Regions from separate parts of the Mus musculus genome. Here region 1 is linked to region 2. A link is a contact called in public HiChIP or PLAC-seq data. All regions are on one chromosome and are shown on one strand. The core of a region is the stretch at or near the end of the contact, and the rest is flanking DNA. Distances in the headings are between cores, read along the strand shown. Region 1 has its middle 19 kb from the start of 1700020D12Rik. Region 2 has its middle 64 kb from the start of Cmpk2.

Evidence for each region. HiChIP or PLAC-seq counts read pairs in DNA pulled down with a chosen protein or histone mark.
Region 1: a contact with region 2 is called in an H3K4me3 HiChIP or PLAC-seq map of embryonic forebrain, with 3 times the contacts expected there. The contact joins two enhancer-like sites. A contact is called at or near these places in 6 of 484 Hi-C or Micro-C datasets (cerebellum, cortical neurons, embryonic fibroblasts and 2 more) and 1 of 115 datasets of contacts at active chromatin or transcription factors (embryonic forebrain).

What each region holds. Positions count from the first base shown.
Region 1 is chr12:26,630,769-26,633,468 of GRCm38.p6, forward strand. No RefSeq gene overlaps it. Among named protein-coding and RNA genes, the nearest start is that of 1700020D12Rik, 19 kb to the left of the region's middle. Within about 2 kb of position 1,258, at least 51 of the 459 cell types and tissues checked have an H3K27ac peak or open chromatin away from gene starts, as enhancers often do. A contact at or near this core is called in cerebellum, cortical neurons, embryonic forebrain and 1 more, where this site is marked.
Region 2 is chr12:26,531,723-26,534,422 of GRCm38.p6, forward strand. No RefSeq gene overlaps it. Among named protein-coding and RNA genes, the nearest start is that of Cmpk2, 64 kb to the left of the region's middle. Within about 2 kb of position 1,434, at least 45 of the 459 cell types and tissues checked have an H3K27ac peak or open chromatin away from gene starts, as enhancers often do. A contact at or near this core is called in cerebellum, cortical neurons, embryonic forebrain and 1 more, where this site is marked.

The sequences.
Region 1 (2,700 bases), core at 8-2,507, 99 kb after region 2:
ATCTTCAGGGCTCTGAAAGAATCTTTAGATGGCGTCTATGCACTGGAACTCTGTTCCGGAGCTTGCTTCTCGTGAGTGGTTTCTCTATACTTTTCTTCCCTTGTTGCTTTAATTTATTACATGGAATAGGCAATGCCTAGGAAGATCTGACTGCACCCAAGGCCACAAGGGCTGCTTTGGTGTAGTTCAGACTTTGCAGAATCAATTTCACTGCTTCCTTTCTGTCTCTCTCTCTCTTAAATTATCTATCCATCCATCACACTTACGCCTCTGTATAAAAGGAGATTTTTTTTTAATCAAGCGGGTACTTTTCTTGATATGACCAAAGAAGTCACCCATGCTGTATGTTTATTCCCACCCCCACACCAAGCCTACACAGCTCATGGAGCTTTGTGGCCTCCAAAATTGGTTGCTTAATAGCTTAGCAATTTTCATGAATAGCTTCCATGGAAAAACTCTGGAAAAGGTCAAAAAAATTTTCCCCATTAACACTTCAAAAAAAACCAATTAATTGACTCATAGTGCCTGAGGGAAGAGCATCCCTATCCCAATTATAACAAGCTCTGTTTTGAATAGAAATTTAAATTCTTTCTAGGGAAACTTGAAGGTGAGATAGCTTTCTTACAGATTCTAGGTTTCTTTCATGTGGCTAAAAATAGAAGGGGCCCAGGGAAAGTCACATCACATGTGCAATCCAGAGCCTGCTGGTTCAGGACCACTGAAAACTAACCAGGGACTAGAGAAAAAAGGGGGTAGTAAAAAAAAGTAGGATAGTGAGTGTGTGTGTGTGTGTGTGTGTGTGTGTGTGTGTGTGTGTCAGGGGAGCAGACCACCATCTGCTACCCAAGCCACTACCAGTACCTAACATACTCTGCCCTGTTCCCTGGTAAACCGATAACCATGACATATGGATTTTAGGCCTCCTGACAAACATTGCGACCAGAAGCGGAGGAGCCTCCTGCATGAATTGTACACTCTCCTATGAGCAAGAGTGACAGAGCCGCTCATTTGTGGCTTTGTCTGCTTTTGTGCACCCAGTAAATAGAATCTCACTCAGGACACTAGCAGTGACCAATCCGTCTAATAAGGATCCTTACTAAGACTGGGTAGGGGAGCCTAGCATTTTGTTTTTCCTCTCATTTTTATGTAGGAAATCATAGGAAAACCATGAGGCAGGCAGCCCCCCTTCCATGCTGTGCTTTTGTGTTCAAAGATTGGTTGAGGCTGCCTTGCCAGTGAGATGAACACACTGTGTGGGGGTGGAGCTGGATGCTGCCTCTTAACCCCATGCATGCTGGAGGATTTTGTTACAGGGCAGACCTGGCTTTGCCAGTCTGAGAATAGGATTAATAAAATTTCTGTTACCCAAAGCAATATTGGGTTGTTCCCACATTGATCCTTAAAACTCTAATGGAAACAGCAACAAAATAATTGGGGATAAAATATAGATTTCTAGCCCCATTCAAAACTGTTAATTGTGGTGGTTAATAGAGTTATCAATTCGTTTTAGTGGTGTGTGCTGACCTCTCTTTGCTAAAGGTAGACATGGTTGCCTTGGGCTCCCAACAAACTGCCATAGAATGTAACTTTGATTTTCCCCAATTAACCCACAGGTAAACACTCTGGATACCTATTTCCAATCTCCCCTTTCTGTGAATGTTTGCATGTACTATGTCACATCTGTGCAATCTGTGTTCTTGCTTCCCTACATAATGATGTTGGGAGTTCTGTGGTAGAGGGTGACATACCAGTGCCCTATTGTGATAGCCAGCTGTTTCTCTAGGCTTGGGCATTTATGCATCTGTAAAGGGTTTGTCTTGTAAGTGAAAGAGCCTTTTGGCTAACTTTTGTGTCTACAAGTAATTATTCCCCTAGGTCTGGTGGCCAGAAGCTTCCCAGGTGCTGAAAATCCTAGAGGTTCATGATACATATGCCAAATAATTATGGGAAATCACAATGGGCTTTGAATGGAGGATAATGTAGGCAGTCCTTGCCTGGATCAAACCAAACCTCAGGTGACAGCTGCACATTCAAGAATATGGCCTTTTCGGGCTGGAGAGATGGCTCAGTGGTTAAGAGCACCGACTGTTCTTCAGAAGGTCCTGAGTTCAAATCCCAGCAACCACATGGTGGCTCACAACCATCCTGAGTGAGATCTGACTTCCTCTTCTGGAGTGTCTGAAGACAGCTACGATGTACTTACATAAAATAAATAAATAAATCTTTAAGAATATGGCCTTTGTTGTCTGTGCAACAGACTCAGGGTACATGAAATACCTTCTGTTAATCCCCCAAAGCATTGCTGTTTGACTGGCTATCATTTTCAGGCAAGTGTTCTGCTAGCAGTCTGAGTATGCTGAGTAATATTGCATGTTCAAGTAGTACAAGTACTTTCAAAAGTTTTGTGCCCTTTAAGATGAGTAGTAAACATGTTTTCTTTATTCTCCAAAAGGATGCAGTGGCTTAGTTGTCCCTCCTCATCTCCAAGATAGTCTAAGACTTGAGTGAATGCCTGGGAATATAGATCCCACTGCAGTACATATTGCATGATGCTTTCCCAAGGGCAGCAATGGATCGATGACAACTGACAATAAGGACAATTACAGGAACATGCAATAATGAAAGATATATTAACATTTTCTTTCTTAAAATATCTATCGTATGGAGTGTGATACCCACCCATATTGGGGCTTAGAGAAC
Region 2 (2,700 bases), core at 184-2,683:
GCAGGAACTGAGAGGCAGGGGAAGCACTGTTTGCTGGCCCACTCTCCCTCTGCCTAGCTTCCTTTTCTCTGTACCACAGGACCACCTTCCCAGGGTCCGTGTCATTCATAGTGATCTGGGCCCTTCTACATCAATCAATAAAATGCCCCCACAGACTTGCCTTATAGACCATCTGATGGAGTCAGTTCCTCAACTGAGAGCCTTGCAGGGCGTGTGACGGCAGTAAGCAAAGTCAGTCATTGCAGTGGGTGGGGACGAGAAAGACGATGACTTGATGACTTTAATGATCTGGATCTAATGTACTTTAGGTCATATTTCACATTCTTTCACAGAGTTGATGATTTTCAGCTCCTCCCCTCACGATGATTTTATATTAAGTTATTTAAAGTCTGCACCAAACGATGTTTTCTACAAGATGCCGTAGGGCAGTATTTAAAGGCTTCAAGTAACAGACTGGTTAAAATAAGCATTAACCATCCTTTTTGTTTATGTATGAGAAGTCCACTCTGTACTGCAGATGACTCAGAAAGAGGCAGGCCTTGGCTGGATTCCCTATCTGTAGGACGCTTTCTGCCTCCCAATCCGGGATGCATGTGAGTTTGGAAACCAGTGGATTCACTAGGAGTTTTTAAGCCCATGTAATGTGCTCACCTCACCAACATTCATGAGGCGTGAGGAGAAAAGGCTCCAGGAGGGGGTGAAGGGCTGGATTCTGCTTGAAGACAAAAGGGAATACCCAAGGAGAGAGGGGAGGGAAGGTTTCAAGATCATAGGCAGAGTCAGAACCTAGCCAGGCATAGGGCAAGTCACCGTTGGCTGTCACGTCAGCCTCCTTCTGGGTGACTGAAGACTGCAGATGGGAAATGGAAACCGTCCAGGTTATCAGGTGAGTGAGATCTATGTACAGGCAAGACTTTGACCTCACTGCCTAACTCCAAATATGATGATATTTCAGCCATTTTCCCTCAATACTGAGGGTTACAAGAGCTTGGGCTAATGTAATTTATGTTTCAACTAAACACTGAGACTGTAACTGGACAAACATCACACACACACACACACACACACACACACACACACACGCACACACACATTTGTATATACACATATTTATTTGAACTGATTAGTAAATTAAGTATGATTTAAAAGTATATTTAATTTTATTTTCCTTTGACATCCCCCCTTACCCTCCCCCCCCCCAGAGTAGCTGCTGGGGGTAGACCCCCAACATAACGAAAAACATTCCTCAATGTTCTGTGCACACTGCCTTTTATGGGCATGCTCAGGTTTCCAAGGCAAGGTGGCTTTGAATCAGTTGCAGGCCTCCTTTCATGTAGAAAACTGCTTAAAGATGTGATATTAGGGCCCAGGGAGACTGCAGAGAGAAGGGACAGTCATTTGCCAGTACTGTCCACTGGGTGGCACTGTTGCTCCACAGAGTGTCTCCATGGCGGGTCCCCAAGGACCAGGGCCAGGACCTACACAAAGGTAGGGAAGGTGTGTATGGTGAAGGGTTTATTAATGACTTTGCCTCCTCTGCGCAGCACTTTTGCGCATCTCCCCGGCCTCAGATCGTTCCTGGGCTCTCTCTGGACTGAGTGCCTGATTTGTTGTGGCCCAAACTGCTTTAGACAACAGCCAAGAAGGGCAGAGACTTCACGTGTGCACAGGCTGCAGTCCCGACGTCACTTAGAAGATTAAAAATAAATTGAAGCACATGTCACTTCAAAGGGGGCACAAAAAGGACATCGGCATGATTGGGCGCAGTAATGAGAAAGAGCTGTAGGTCCTTAGTTTGAACTGTACAGAAAAAAGGATTTTGAGGCTTATTCCCCACCCCTGTACTCCTTACATGAGAGTTAATATATTTTGATATTTAAGGCGCATTCGACACCATATGTGTGTGTGTGTGTGTGTGTGTGTGTGTGTGTGTATCTCCAATCTCTCTGTTTGGATTTGGACTCTGCCCTCGATCAGGGAGCCACATCAAGGAGCCAGGGAGACAAGAGTGTTCATCGGGGAAAGCCTGGGCCACACTGATGTACAAGCACAGAGCCCCTTGTCTGCAGAACCAACCCTACCGGTCCAGAAGGCTTTGTTGCCTACCTATCTATAATATCCATCCGGCTTGGTCTTTTGTCTCTAGGACCAGTCCCTGCAGCCTGGCCCCTCTCAGCCTGAGGTCCACGTTCACACATCAGGCATGTCTTGACTAATGGCGGCTGAGGCCCAATGACTCTCGTTTTTCATGAGTTGTCAGGAGTCTGAACACAGGGAGAGGGGGAGGGAGGGAGGGAAAAGAGGGAGGAGAAGGGGGAGGCGAGAGAAAAGGAAGGGGAGGTAGGAACGGGGAGACATAAAAAAGAGAGGAGGGAGGAGAGGAGGGGAGGGGAGGGAGGAGGGGAGGAGAGAGAGAGAAAAACAGGAGGGAGAGGAAGGAAGGAGAGGAGAAAGGGTTAGAGGTGAGATGAAACCTGAGTGGGGGTGGGGAGAGTGATAGAGGAGAGAGAGGAGGGGGAGGAGAGAGTGAGAAGGAGAGAAGAGAGAACACAGAGAGGGAGGTGGTGAGGAGAGAGAGACTGAGAGAGAGAGGTACTCAGAGGGAGAGGAGCATGGGCAGATGTCCTCATGAAAAATTTACAAGGAATAATCAGAGGTCCGTTCATTCCCTTTGGCGGGGAGGCCCCTAGGCTGTTTGCC